Linked DNA regions of Bos taurus: region 2 is linked to region 1. A link is a contact called in public Hi-C data. All regions are on one chromosome and are shown on one strand. The core of a region is the stretch at or near the end of the contact, and the rest is flanking DNA. Distances in the headings are between cores, read along the strand shown. Region 1 holds the start of RAPGEF3 (Rap guanine nucleotide exchange factor 3). Region 2 overlaps ENDOU (endonuclease, poly(U) specific).

Region 1 (7,048 bases), core at 2,882-5,381:
GGCTGTATACTGTCACCCTGCTTATTTAACTTATATGCAGAGTACATCATGAGAAATGCTGGGCTGGAAGAAGCACAAGCTGGAATCAAGATTGCCGGGAGAAATATCAATAACCTCAGATATGCAGATGACACCACCCTTATGGCAGAAAGTGAAGAGGAACTAAAAAGCCTCTTGATGAAAGTGAAGGAGGAGAGTGAAAAAGTTGGCTTAAAGCTCAACATTCAGAAAACGAAGATCATGGCATCTGGTCCCATCACTTCATGGGAAATAGATGGGGAAACAGTGGAAACAGTGTCAGACTTTATTTTTTTGGGCTTCAAAATCACTGCAGATGGTGATTGCAGCCATGAAATTAAAAGATGCTTACTCCTTGGAAGGAAAGTTATGACAACCTAGACAGCATATTAAAAGCAGAAACATTACTTTGTCAACAAAGGTCCGTCTAGTCAAGGCTATTGTTTTTCCTGTGGTCATGTGTGGATGTGACAGTTGGACAGTGAAGAAAGCTGAGCGCTGAAGAATTGATGCTTTTGAACTGGTGTTGGAGAAGACTCTTGAGAGTCCCTTGAACTGCAAGAAGATCCAACCAGTCCATCCTAAAGGAGATCAGTCTTGGGTGTTCATTGGAAGGACTGATGTTGAAGCTGAAACTCCAATACTTGGGCCACCTCTTGCAAAGAGTTGACTCATTGGAAAAGACCCTAATGCTGGGAAGGATTGGGGGCAGGAGGAGAAGGGGATGACAGAGGATGAGATGGCTGGATGGCATCACCGACTCGATGGATGTGAGTTTGAGTGAACTCTGGGAGGTGATGATGAACAGGGAGGCCTGGCATTCTGCAATTCATTGGGTCGCAAAGAGTCAGATATGACTGAGCAACTGAACTGAACTGGATGTGGGAGAAGGAAGGACCGAGGTATGAGGTGCCCTGCTTAGGCAGTGGTGGGGATCCTGGAGCAGGGAGCTGAGAGAGGCAGGGTGGGAAGAGGAGCAGCTAGGGTGGGAAGGCAGTTTTCCATTCATGTAGTGTGAAGATCCAGGAGGCCGTGGGCTCCACCAGTGTAGAGCTCAGCAGAGAGGCCTGGATGAGGACTACAGCCCAGAGCCACAGCAGACCGAGAAGCCCTCCTTATCCATCAACCCTCCTGGACTACTCCCTGGGAACCTCTGCTTTCCTCTGCTACCAGTCTGAAAACAGGGAGGCATGATTCCAGGAGGCTTGTGTCCTGGCAGAGAGCTCAGCATCGAGGTGGACGGTGTCAAGGGGCCCAGCTGCTCAGCCTCCATTATCTGTCTGTCCCACTCCCCACCTCTTGGAGCCTGTGCACCCAGGTGTCGGGGAAAGGACTCTGGATGTGGGCTTTGCCTTTGCGGGAGCTGTCAGTATATCTGAGAGGCAGGACTGCAGAGTGGTAAATAAAGCACACACAGATTTCTAAGTGCTTGGGGAGAATCACTCAATGCTCCCCATCTTAGCTGTGAGACTTTGAGCACGTCAGTTAACCTTTCCATGTCTCCATCTCCTCATCTGCAAAATGGGATAACAATAGTACCTATCAGATAGGGTTGTTGTGATGATTAAACCTGTGAATGTATAACAAATGTCAAGAACAGAGCCTGGTGCATGCTAACTATTGTTATTATTTATCTGTCCTAACATACCTTTCAGGCATCTAAAGACAGTTGGGGGAGGGTGGAGGTTGTATCGGGGCATGGCACGATTGTCCCCATGATGACTCACCATCTAGCTTAAAGTGTCTTCCTCAGACACACTCCTTTAGACCCCTGCCCCCTCCAGGCCTCAGCCTCCATCAAAAATCTACTGAGCATTCATTCCACCGACCAGTCCCAACCAGGAATCCTGAGAAGGCAACACCTGCTCAATCATTTGCCTTGGTGGGAGGTGGGGGGCCCTGTTCTTCAGAGATAAAGAAACAAGTTGGAAGGTCCCATTTGATGACTTTCTTGGATAGTGGCACCTTACCCCCCACCATACTCAGCTTCTCTTTCTGTAGCCCCCTCTCTTAGGCATGTAGTCTGGATCAGAAAATGAATATGATGTACACACAGTGCAGCATAGCTTGGGGGTTAAGTGCAGCCAGGCCACCCAGGTTCAAGCCCCAGTTCTATCACTGAATAGCTGTGTGACCTTGGCAAGTTACTTAATATCTCTGAGCCTCATCTTCACCATCTTAGGTGGTAATGACAGTAGTACTAATTCACAGGCTGGTGGCAGAGAGAAAATACCTGTGAACACCTGGAACAGTGCCAGGCACTTATAGGCTATTGTGGTCTGCTGTGAGGGATGCAAGTGTCCTGCCTTACTCACTGGCTCCTTTTCCACCTGCCTAAAGTAGTGGCAGTATGAATAGGAAATCAGAGACCCCTTTCTGATTGCAATCTCTGGAAACTCCCCTGCAGCAACTTCTAGACAGATCAATGGCACCAGCAACCTGAAATTTCAACTCACTTCCCAGCCCCACTCCCTCTCAACTCTCTTCCCCATGTGACCTCTGCCTGTTAATCCCTCCAAACTGTTCTTCCTTCTTTAAAATTACCTGCATTTGGGCGGCTGGGTTTGGGCTTGGGGCTAGAATCATCTTTAGGCTCCCCTCCCAGGTGCTCAGTGGTAAAGAATCTGCCTGCCAATGCAGGACACTCATCTTTCATCCTGGGCTGGGAAGGTCCCCTGGAGGAGGAAATGGCAAACCCCCTCCAGTGTTCTTGTCTGGAAAATCCTATGGACAGAGGAGCCTGGTGGGCTAAAGTCCATGGGGTCGCAAAGAGACGCGACTGAGGACTGAGGACGCATACCTAACCTCGTCTTCCCTGAGGGAGCATTTAAAACTCCACCAACATTTTTCAAAGTGTGAACCCAGCAGACAACTTTAGGGTATTTGTTCAAAACACAGATTTTCCATTTCATGCCAGTTAGACTGAGTCTGAATTTAAGGGGCTGGAACTTACATTTGATAAGCTCCTGGGAAGACTTTTAAAGATACATTGAAATTGAGGTTTTAATCACAATGAAAACCCACACCCACACCCCCAAGAGAATAATCATCGGTGGAAGAGCAGGGGGCATGGTACGTTAGAGATGTGTCTTCCTCTGTCCAGGCAGGCTCAGCTGCAGAGGGAAAGGGACACTGATGGGCCAAAAGAGAGTACGTTCTAGAAAGCCGGGGGCGGGGCGCGCGACTCCTTCCAAAACCCTCAATGAAGAATGGGACCAGTTTCGCCGCTGGCGCCGGGGGAATAGCTGACCCGGAGCCACTGTCTCTCCGCCGCCTCAGAAGCAGGAGAAGGGCGAAGAGGGGGCGCTGGGCCACCGACGCGGCGGTGGGAACTGAGGCCCAGGGAGGCGACGGCCCTCCACACATAGCCGGCTTGGGACTCCGGAACCGCGGGGGGGCGAGGCCTTCTAACCCCTTCTCCTCCCAGAGCTCGGCCCCGACTCCAGCCCCCACCATCCGCGAGCGCCGTCCTTCCATTCCAGCCTCAACTTCCCCACCCGTGCCGGGGGTGTGCGTGCGTGTGTAGGGCGGGGAGAAGGCGGATGGGGTGCGTGCAGAGGAGCGCTGCGGTGGGAGGCTGGGCAGCGGGATTCCCTCCGGGAAAATGGCCCAGTCCCTCCCCCAGCCTGTTCGAGACCCTGAACCGAAACAGGAGGCAGGGCGCCCCCGGCCGGGAAGCGGCCCCAGCCCGGATTTCCCTCCCGGGTGGGGCCGCAATGACTCACCCCCTTCCCCCTGCCCCCCGTTTCCTTGTTTGCGTTTCTCTTCCCGGCCGCATGGCGGCCCTACCCCGCAGCCCCTACCCCGACAGCCCCGCCGCCGCCGCCGCTGCTACCGGGCACACACTCCCGGGGCGCTACGGCGCCCGGGGTTTCTCGAGGCCAAGGTTCCCGCCAGCTCCGGGTACCCTGCGCTCCGACTCCGCCCCCTGCCGGAGCCCGCCCCCTTCCCTACCCGAGCGCCAGGCGCGTCCTCCCCGCCCCCTCCGGTCTGCCCTGGAGGGGAAGGGGGCGGGCCGCGCCGGGGGTGTGACAGCTCCCGCCCGGATCTGTGCCAGCTGCAGCCTCGCTTCAGCGCCCGGTGCCAGCTGGCTCTTTCGTTTGGGACGGAGGGGAGGCTCGGGGTTCCTTGTCGCTGGGGGCTGGGGTGACGTTGTCCCCCCACCAAGTCCCCAGTTCTCCCCCAACCCGAGAGGAGCCTTTCCACCCAGCCTGGCTGGGGCTGCCTTGGAAGCGGCTCCAGCTACGAATTGGTCGGCTCACTTCTCCTGGGACTTACAGGCCGGGGGCACACAGTGGCTCGTTGTGGGGCGGGCGGGTGCTCCCGCCACCCCTTGCCTTCTGCTAGAGCCTGCAGGGCTGTGCGAGCTTGAAGGAGGAACATGAAGGTGGGTATGATGGGGTGGGGGCAGGGGAGGAGGAGCAGAGGAGGAAGCTGACACGGTGGGGGAGTTGGGGTGGGAGACAGAGGCTTGGTCAAGGGTGAGGAGGGAGGAGAAAAGAAGGGTTTGAGCTGAAGCTGCGTTTCTCGGGGATCCAGTGAGTCCGCAGCTCCATTCTGGGAGTTGGTGGAGATCCCTGCAGGTCCATGGTCGGTGGGGTGGGGCAGAATTCCAAAGAAGGGCCTGATCTCTGGTACGCCGCCGCCGCCGCCGGCTGGAGACCCCTAAGTGCGCCAGACCGGCAGGCCCCAGTGAAGGTCTTCCTGTCCCTCCCCCGGCTCCTGGCAGGGGCGCAGCACCTCCGCCTGACCAGTACAGAGGATTCGAAGGAGGTGCTTCTGCTTGGGGCAGCCGAGCCGTGCTTTGGTCCAGCTGCCCCGGACCCAGCCTCATGGCTGTCTGCCGTCCTCTTCCCATCACAGGTGGGCTGGCCAGGTGAGGGCCGCTGGCAGGTGGGCCTGGCTGTAGAGGGCGACTCGATTCTGGGAGCACCGCCGTTGGGAGGCCTCCCGGACGTGGTGCCGGAGGGGACGCTGCTCAACATGGTGCTCAGGAGGATGTATCGGTCCCGAAGCTGCTCCTACCAGCTGCTGCTCGAACACCAGCGCCCCAGCTGCATCCAGGGGCTGCGCTGGGTGAGTCCCATCCCCTTCCCTGGCCAGGGCCAGGCCCCCCTGGGCTGGAGAGGGCCCCCGACTGGGAGGGCGAGCATGCTGCTACCAGTCCAGCTTGCTCGGCGGGCATGGGGGATACACCTGGGGTGGGCAGCAGGTCAGGCAGCCTGGCTGCAGTGTGGGTGTCTCACACAACTGCGTTGGGTATGCGGGTATGCTGGGTATGCGTGGTGCCCAAGTCCCCCTATTCAGGAATGTGGCGAAGGGGAAAAGAACTTGTCACTTCCCTGTGGCTTGAGTTAGGTGCTCGTGTGTTCTTCAGGTGGTGTGGGAGACATGTATGAAATACAGGGGTCGGGTCAAGTGCTGGGGAGGTAAGCTTGGTACTATTCTTTAAACATCACCGTGGCAGCATTCTCCTTAGTGAGGACTGAACTGCATGGAGTCTGTGTCTTGATCTGGGGTGAAGTGGTTGGCATTTGGCTTGGAGGGGCTCAGGGGAGAATTATGAGAAGTTTGGAGACTGTGAGATGAACGGAGCTCCCTTTGCCAGTGAAGAACATCTCTGGAGCTGCAAGAATGAAGGAAAGAGAAGTGTGTGTGGTGGGGGGCAGGGTGCGGGGGGGTGGGTAGATGGTGGATGGTAGGCAGGATATGGTTGCAGGATCCAAAACAGCAGAGAAGCTCTCCCCAACCACCCAGACTTAATAGATTTTCTTCACCTGAGCTCTGGTGTGTGTCTGTGACATGTGTGCAGGTGGGTGGGGGGGCCCATCGGGGCAAAGGGGTGGAGTTGGATCAGGTGATAGAGTTTGGAGAACCCCTCTCTTAGGAGCAAATTCTTTTGAGTAGAATGACCACCACCTTCTGCCTCCTCCTTCCTACCTCACCCATTTATATATTTACCAAATATAGCCATTTATATTTACCAAATGTACCAAAATATGAAGCTGAGTTGAGAAAACCAAGGCCCACCAAGATAATGGGGTCCCCCTTGCAATGGGAAGTGAGAGGAGAATCTAGGTGTCAGTCCCCAGCTGTCCTCCACCTCCTCCCTCCCTGGGTCTTCCTGAGAAGGGGCCTCATGGGCCTGGGTGCTGCTCCAGATGGCACTCTGGACGGAGCAGGGGAGCCATGGTCTTTCTGGGCTCAGCTGTCTGTCCCTCCCACCCCCACCCCAGGTCACTGGCAGTAGCTACTGCTTGGAGCCAGTGGGCTGGAACCCTCCCTCCCTCTTTCCCTCTCAGGCTATAATTACTTGTGCATTTCCTGTCCCTTTCCTAGCTTGTAGAGGCTAGGTGGGGAGTAGGGGGAAGGTCAGGGGCCAGGACAATGAGGTCACTGGAGGATCCCCTGGGACCCAAAGTAAGGGAGAGAGTGGAGGAGGCTGCCAGGCTCTCTCCTGACTCCCTCAGTCCCAGAATTGGAGGGCTGGTATGCGAGGGGAGGCCAGAAAGGTGGGGGTGAGGATCAGTGGAGTGAGAGATGGGGTCAGAGGCACAGAAACAAGGCCCCTCCCCCACCAGGTATATGTGCGTGAATTGATGATTAGAGGGAACTTAGATTTTTAGGGCTCGAGGCAGGGGCCACATCCTCTCCTGAGGACGTCTCTGGGGAGTAGGCGTGAGGTGGTTTCAGCCCATTGTGTCTGTGTTTAAGAGACTCTGGGTCCCTGTGAAGCTATTAATTCTCACCTGTGGGATGATGCCTTTGGCTGAGGGGGCTCGGATGAGGGAACAAGTGTCTGGCAGGGAGTGTGCACACACAGGGCGATGGGTGGATGTTGTAAGGACGTGGAGCCCAGCGTCCCAGGAGGACGGTGCTGGGAGTTACCCAGGCCATGGCCACCTTTAGAAAGCTGAGGGGGAAATCCATCAACCTCCTGAGGTCTGAAGAGAGCACTTTCTGTTCCCATTAGACCAGAACAAGAGAAAATTAAAGCAGGTTACAGCTGGAGACCCTGAGGTTTGATACA
Region 2 (7,048 bases), core at 2,648-5,147, 43 kb after region 1:
TTTCTGAGTCTGTCACAGTCCCCACCTCTTGCTACTGCCTCCCTGCTCTTGACTCGTTTGTGTTACAGGTCTAGTACAGTAGGCATCTGAGTTTGTGGTCCCGGTCTATATTATGAGCCCTGCAATAGTCAGTGGGTGGTGGGTGATGGCTCGTGGGCAGTGCGGGAGAGGCATGGGAGGCTGTGTGGGTACTTATCCCTGGCAGCTAGTAATGACCTTTCCTGCTAGGTAAGTCCCCGTCCCTGTCTGTGAACCCTCCTGCAGAGGGTACTGTGATGAGCAGAGTAGAATCCCCAAGGAGCTGAGTCTGACCTTTACTGACCGTAGGCAAAAGGGAGTCATGCGCATCTCGCTGTAATGAGAGATTTGACCGGGATGCTGTCTGCCAGTGTGACCGCCGGTGTCCCCAGCACGGGGACTGCTGTGAAGACTATGAGCAGCTGTGTACAGGTGAGCCTCCTTGTGGGGTGAAGGGTCTGGGAGGTACAGCAGACCAGGCCATGACCACATCTAGCCTGCTGGAGGGACTGCCGGCCAGGATGTCCAGCTATCCAGAGCAGAGTTCCAGACTGATCACGGTGCTCAAAGGACCTGAAGAGGATTAGGATGTCCCCAGTGTAAGACCCCAACTTAAAATAAAAGTCATTTACCTGGAACATCTGTCTGAACTATTAGGATTAATATCTGGAAAGTTTAAGGAATTAAAAAAAAAAGTGAAAAGATGAAAGTATCATTTTAGCATATATGACATTACCAATTATTATTTGCAAAAGTAAACAAATGGTAGTGAACTTTCCCAACTTGCACGCCACCAGGAAGACCACAGGGTGTCAATGACCGTCACAATTCACACCACTCTTCCTATCACAGGGCTTCCCCAGTGGCTTAGATGGTAAAGAATCTGCTTGCAATATGGAAGCCTCAGGTTTGATCCCTGGGTCAGGAAGATCCCCTGGAGAAGGGAATGGCTACCCATTCCAGTATTCTTGCCTGGAGAATCCCACGGACAGAGGAGCCTGGGAGAATACAATCCATGGGGTCGCAAAGAGTCAGACACAACTGAGCGGCTAACACTTTCACTTTTCCTACCACGAGTGGACTGAGTGGCTGCACATCATTCCTAGGCCAAGGGTTAAGCAGAACAAGTACCACCCTCAAAAGCCAGTTGTTCTGCTATTCTAACTACCCAGTTTTAAATTTGCAAAACTCATTTTGAACAATTCCCTTATTTTGATGCTTCCAATGTTTTAGACACCTAGGTAAATGGTCTTCTGCTGTTTACTGTCCACTCATATGCCCCGACTCCCAGCTTGGAAAACATGGTCACTGAAGCCCTGGTACCTAACGGCCAGCTGCATACAGTTGTGTGTGTCATGTACTGCACAAGAGCCTCTGATTGAGAAGGCAAGCTGAACCAAAGTTGAATCTGTATCCTCGCTAAGCCACGTGTCTTGGTGAAGAGCTGTGTCTGCTGAGAGATAGGAGTACTTTTTCCTAATTTGCCCGAGCGTGGTCTCCGCTGACCCAGCCGTGTGCCGTCAGAGGTGCTTCCACCCTGAGGAACGCTGATTCGATTTGCACAAAAACGCCAGTGGACTAGCACTGCTGCTGTCAGGTCCAGGCAGGGAAACCCAGGCCCAGAGCTCAGTGCCAGAATCAGACCCAGCCCTTCTCTGCCGCCCCGGGCCCCATTCAGCAGACACAGGGTGGCTTGTTCGCCGTGGACCATCAGCCTGCCATTTCAACATACTCAGCTTAGCAACCATTTCATCCGTCTCCCTGATGTGCAACTCAGAGCCCTTTTCCTATAGAAAAAATATTATAAATGATGGTTGAGACCCTAGATTAGCTCACAGAAATCTATTCAGCATAAAGTGTGGCTGAGTTAAGAACCCTGTGGATTGTCAACATTAACCAGGCTGGCAGAAAGCAAGTGATTGGAGGGAGATGTTTGTTGACAGTGAATAACCTGCCCAGTGGCTCTGATGGGCTTCCCAGGTGGTGCTAGTGCCAAAGAACCCGCCTGCCAATGTAGGAGGAAGATCCCCTGGAGGAGGGTATGGCAACCCACTCCAGTATTCTTGCCTGGAGAATCCCACAGACAGAGGAGCGTGGCAGGCTACAGTCCCTGGGGTCGCAGAGCTGGACACGACTGAAGCGACTTAGCACACAGACATGGGTCTGATGGTAATAACCCACACTATGTGGTGAACACACTAACCGATTCTGAAGCACTTTGTAATAGTGTTGGCTTTGAGCGGTGGAATTTATTCCACTCTGTGAGGAGAGAGGAGCTGAGTCCCCAGGTCAAGCCTTCCTCTTCCTCCCCACCCCCACTCCATTATTCTCCGCCTAGAGCTCAGGCTGCAGTCAATCTGCTTGCAGGCAAGGGGGTGGGGCACAGTAGGAATGTGCTTTTCTGAACGCCCTTCCCCCAAACGCAGCCTTTGGCCATTGCCAAGTGCAACTGTGAAGAAAGTAGGGAAGTTGGTAACTCAGGAAACAGTTCTTATTCCCTGAGGCCTGGGAGAAGTTCACCCTTGACCCTGGGAGTTATTATAGGTAAGGGATGTTCCTAAGTGAGGGCCTTGTCATTTGGGGGATTCAAGCCTATCCATCTATCAATTTATATTAAAGAAAAGTCATACCAACCTCAGAGTTTTCATCCCAGAAGGGACCACTTTTTGTCCCCACTCTCGTTTTTACGGATGAGCACACTGAATACCAGGCTTCCCTGGTGAAAGTGAAAGTGAAGTCGCTCAGTCGTGTCCGACTCTTTGCGACCTGTGGACTGCAGCCCACCAAGCTCCTCCGTCCATGGGATTCTCCAGGCAAGAATACTGGAGTGGGTTGCCATTTCCTTCTCCACCAGGCTTCCCTGGTGGCTCAGTGGTAAAGAATCTGCCTGCCAATGCAGGAGATGTGGGTTTGATGCCTGGGTTGGGAAGATTCCCTGGAGAAGAAATGGTAACCCACTCCAGTATCCTTGCCTGGAGAACTCTATGGACAGAGGAGCCTGGTGGGCCACAGTCCACGGGGTTGCAAAAGAATCGGAGGCGACTTAGTAACCGAACAGCAACACTGAGTACCAGAAGGGTAAATGGTGAGGAAGGTCATGCCTGGGGATGTTCTTTCATGTTTTAGAATGGTTTTCAATCCCCCTCTGTCTCACATTTTCTATTTTCCTCCTCCTTCACCTGGTACTTGTATGTTGTATCCAAGCCCCTGTTTTGTATTTTTTTCCACTGCACATGCTTGGTTGGGAGGACTGAGAACCAGGGATAAAGAGGAGGGGCCCCTTGGGGGTGACTGGTGACTTTACTTCTCTGACCTACAGCTGAAGAGAATCCCAAAGAACCAGAGCTATTCCTGGAACTGGAAGAGGAGACAGAGGGCGCTCCGGCTAGCAGTGAGTCTGGGGGGGGCCTTTGGGAAAGGACAAGGGACACAGGATGGGGCAAGGAGAGGTCAGCCATGTCAACAGCAGTAGGCCTGGGTCTAAGCCAGCCAGGACCCCAAATCTAGCACCTGGAGGTGGTGAGGGGCTCACTGGACTCTTGAGGCCTGGGCAGGAGGAAGCCCTGGGGTCCTCAGTGAGCTGGGGGGTTAGGCAGGAAAGAGTCTGAAGCCTGCAAGAGGGAGAGGGAGGGTTAAGAGATTTTATTTTTAGAGAGGGAAGATTATAAAAACAACAGGCCTGAAAGGAGAGTTCAGCATCAGAAAGGACTTCCTGACTGTGAAGGGTGTGCACCAATTAAGCTTGTTTGTTTTCCTTCCCTGGAGTTCTTTAATAGGAAGCAGGAGAGCGAGGCTGGTAGCGGGTAGGGATGGGGTGGCGGGGCTGGCAGTAGAGGGTGGGCTGGGGGAGGGGGCATGGCCTGGCTGCTGACACGACAGAGCGACCCCTAGCGGTCTGCTCAGGACACACCTCCTCTCCGTCTTCTCAGGCTTGTATTTGGCACCCAGCTCCTGCCAGGGCCGCTGCCTGGAGGCCTTTGACAAGCACCACTCATGCCACTGTAATGCCCGCTGCCCAGAGTTTGGAAACTGCTGCGAGGATTTTGAGAGCCTGTGTGGCCATGGTCAGTCTCCCGCTCCCTTTAGCATAGCCGGGGAGGCAGAGGGACTCTCTAGAGCAATGGTTCTCCAAGCGTGGCCCCTGGACCAGTAGCATGAGCATAATGTGGGAATTTATTAGAAATGGAAGCTCTAGGGCTCAGCCCGGATCCACAGAATCAGAAACTCTGGGGTGGGGCCCACCGATATGTTTTCACAAACCCTCCAGATGATCCTGATGCTTGCCAAAGTGCAAAAACCTTCCTAGTGGCAGGGGACCGTGTGGGTATTTTGTGCTAAGTGTAAGGATCCTTTAGGCTCTCAGGACTTCCCTGGGTGGCTCAGACAGTTAAGAATCTGCAGGAGCCCTGGGTTTGATCCCTGGGTTGGGAAGGTCCCCTGGAGAAGAAATGGCTACCCACTTCAGTACTCTTGCCTGGAGAATTCCACGGACAGAGGAGCCTGGTGAGCCATAGTTCAGGGGTCGCAAAGAGTTGGACTCGACTGAGGGACTAACAGGCTCTAGGCCACTGCCCTGCAGTCACTAGGGTGCCTGACTGCAGCCCCCTCCCCTGATGCTGGCTTCTGGAAGGTACCTGCGAGGGGATGTTCGCAGATAGCTACCTGCCCCCTGGCCTCCATCGAGCTCTGAGATACCCCTCCCCCAATTCCTCTCAGAGGGCTTCTCCCACAGCAGCGATGCCATAACTAAGGAAGAACTGCAGAGTGTCTCTGAGAAGATCTACAGGGCAGACACCAACAAAGCCCGGAAGGAAGACATCGTTCTCAACAGCCAAAACTGCATCTCGCCCTCAGAGACCAGAGACCAAGTAGACCGCTGCCCAGAGCCGTGAGTTCCCTGAACGCATCTTCCTGAATTTTGCCTCCTTTGGTGCCTCAGCTCTTATCTCCTAAGGCAGGTAGGATCAAAGGCAGAGGGGAAACCGGTTCTCTGGAGACAGATAAAGCCATCCTGAGGGCCTGTGGGGATCCATGTGGGAGGGTTTCTGAGGTTCCCCAGGTAGCACTAGTGCTAAAGAACCCATCTGCCAGTGCAGGAGACTTAAGGTTCTATCCCTGGGTTGGGAAGATCCTCCGGAGAAGAAGTGGCAACCCACTCCAGTATTCTTGCTTGGAGAATCCCATGGACAGAGGAGCCTGACAGGCTACAGTCCATAGGTTGCAAAGAGTCAGACATGATAGAACTTAGGATGGACAGACTGGCTGAGAATAGAACTGACCTTCCAAAAGATGAAGTAGAGAAAAGAGTGACCTCATGCATTGTCCCCAGGAGTATCTGAGGGCCCCACTCTGCCTCTGCACCCAACCCTCACATGCCTGCCCTGCATCTGGACATTCTGGAGTGTTTCTGCTCCATGTCCAGGCCTCTCACTGGGCTTCCCTCTACCTCCCCCAGGCTCTTCACATATGTCAATGAGAAGCTCTTCTCTAAGCCGACCTACTCCGCCTTCCTCAACCTCCTCAACAACTACCAGCGGGCCACGGGCCGCGGGGAGCACTTCACAGCCCAGGAGCTGGCCGAGCAGGACACCTTCCTCAGAGAGATCATGAAGACGGCCGTCATGAAGGAACTCTACGGCTTCCTCCACCAGCAGAGTGAGTGAGGCAGTGGGGCCTCCCCCCCGGCCCATGAGGGAGGTCATCCTGAGGACTCGGGGTGTGCCTGCTGGGGACGGGGGTCCATGATGGGCAGGTTAGGAGAGCAAGTGAGGATTTAGGTGGAGGCCAGTGTACACCTGGGAAGGGGCAGGGAAGGGGCCAGAGAGAGGAGCCCACAGACTCCAGCAGGAGCTGAAGAATCCTCTGCCTGGCTTGGGAGTCATCCTGTCTTTTAACCTAATCTCAGCCCCAGGGGGCTTCCCTGGTGGCTCAGATGATAAAGAGTCTGCCTGCAATGCAGGAAACGGTTCTATCCCTAGGTCGGGTAGAACCCCTGGAGAAGGGAACGGCAAACCACTCCAGTATTCTTGCCTGGAGAATCCCATGGACAGGAACCTGGTGGGCTACAGTCCATGGGGTCATATAGAGAGTGGACATGACTGAGCAGCTAACATTTTCACTTTCTTTCAGCCACCTCGTTTATCCCCCATGTGTATTTCAGTCTCAGGGTTCACTGCAGGCTGTGAGTCACCCCTGCCCCGCCGACCCCTCAGTGGACCCCAGACTCAGCACCATTTTCCAGGCACGAAGAGTCCCTGTTCATGCTCCCTTCTCAGGCACTAAGTCCAGGAAAGAGGCCGGCCCACTTCACTTTTTTTTTTTTTTTTGCTGGGGAAGCAGCAACAGAAAATCAACAAAGGTTCAGAGTAGGAAGTTTCACCGGGAAGGGTTCTGGCTGGAACGATTCCAATAGAGATACATTCGAATCAGACCAAAAATGGTTTGGGCCTCAGGGCTTCTTGGCACGGGGTGTGTTTGTTAGTGTCCTCTGAATTCCTTCCCTGAACTCCAGGCAACTGGGCCTGGCCTGGGGGCGGCTCCAGCCAGGTCGTCCCTTGCTGGCGGGGAGAGCGGGGGATGGCCTCTGCTCAGACACCGCATTCCATCTTCCGGTGGCCGGGTTAAGTTAGTAACACTGTTTTTAGGTAAAGCCAGTGACACAAGCAAACCCTACGAAGAGGGTGTGATCCTGCACTGCCCCCTGGTGTCCTCTTTGTGGTAAACACGCGAGACGATTTTGGAGGTGGAGACAGCGCTACTGCAGGCTCTTCCACTACTCACCCGGTCTTCCCTTCTCTCCCTAACCAAATCCCACTTCTCCTTAAAGTTCTAGCTCACATTCTACCTCGTTATGAAGCTGCACTCGCCGCAGCTTGTGGCAAGGGTTTGGACTCTGTCTTAAAATACCCTTGGAGCAGAGAGACTTGGTTTCACTTGTTAATGAAGCAAGTGACCCCAGGCCCTTTGACCCTTGGACCCTGTCTGAGCATTGTGCAGTGGGATCTTGGGAAACTGATGCATGGAAAGTACT

The links. Hi-C and Micro-C count contacts between places; a contact is called where the count stands out from the background.
Region 2: a contact with region 1 is called in a Hi-C map of liver, with 2.8 times the contacts expected there. A contact is called at or near these places in 2 of 11 Hi-C or Micro-C datasets (liver and an unstated tissue).

What each region holds. Positions count from the first base shown.
Region 1 is chr5:32,524,445-32,531,492 of ARS-UCD2.0, forward strand. RAPGEF3 (Rap guanine nucleotide exchange factor 3) reads left to right here and starts at 4,132. Exons shown (of 28, transcript NM_001080302.1): 1 at 4,132-4,405; 2 at 4,882-5,094. The coding sequence starts at 4,400.
Region 2 is chr5:32,567,779-32,574,826 of ARS-UCD2.0, forward strand. ENDOU (endonuclease, poly(U) specific) reads left to right here. Exons shown (of 10, transcript NM_001102090.1): 2 at 328-450; 3 at 3,338-3,409; 4 at 3,948-4,082; 5 at 4,735-4,906; 6 at 5,474-5,673. Among named protein-coding and RNA genes, the nearest start is that of ENDOU, 8.1 kb to the left of the region's middle.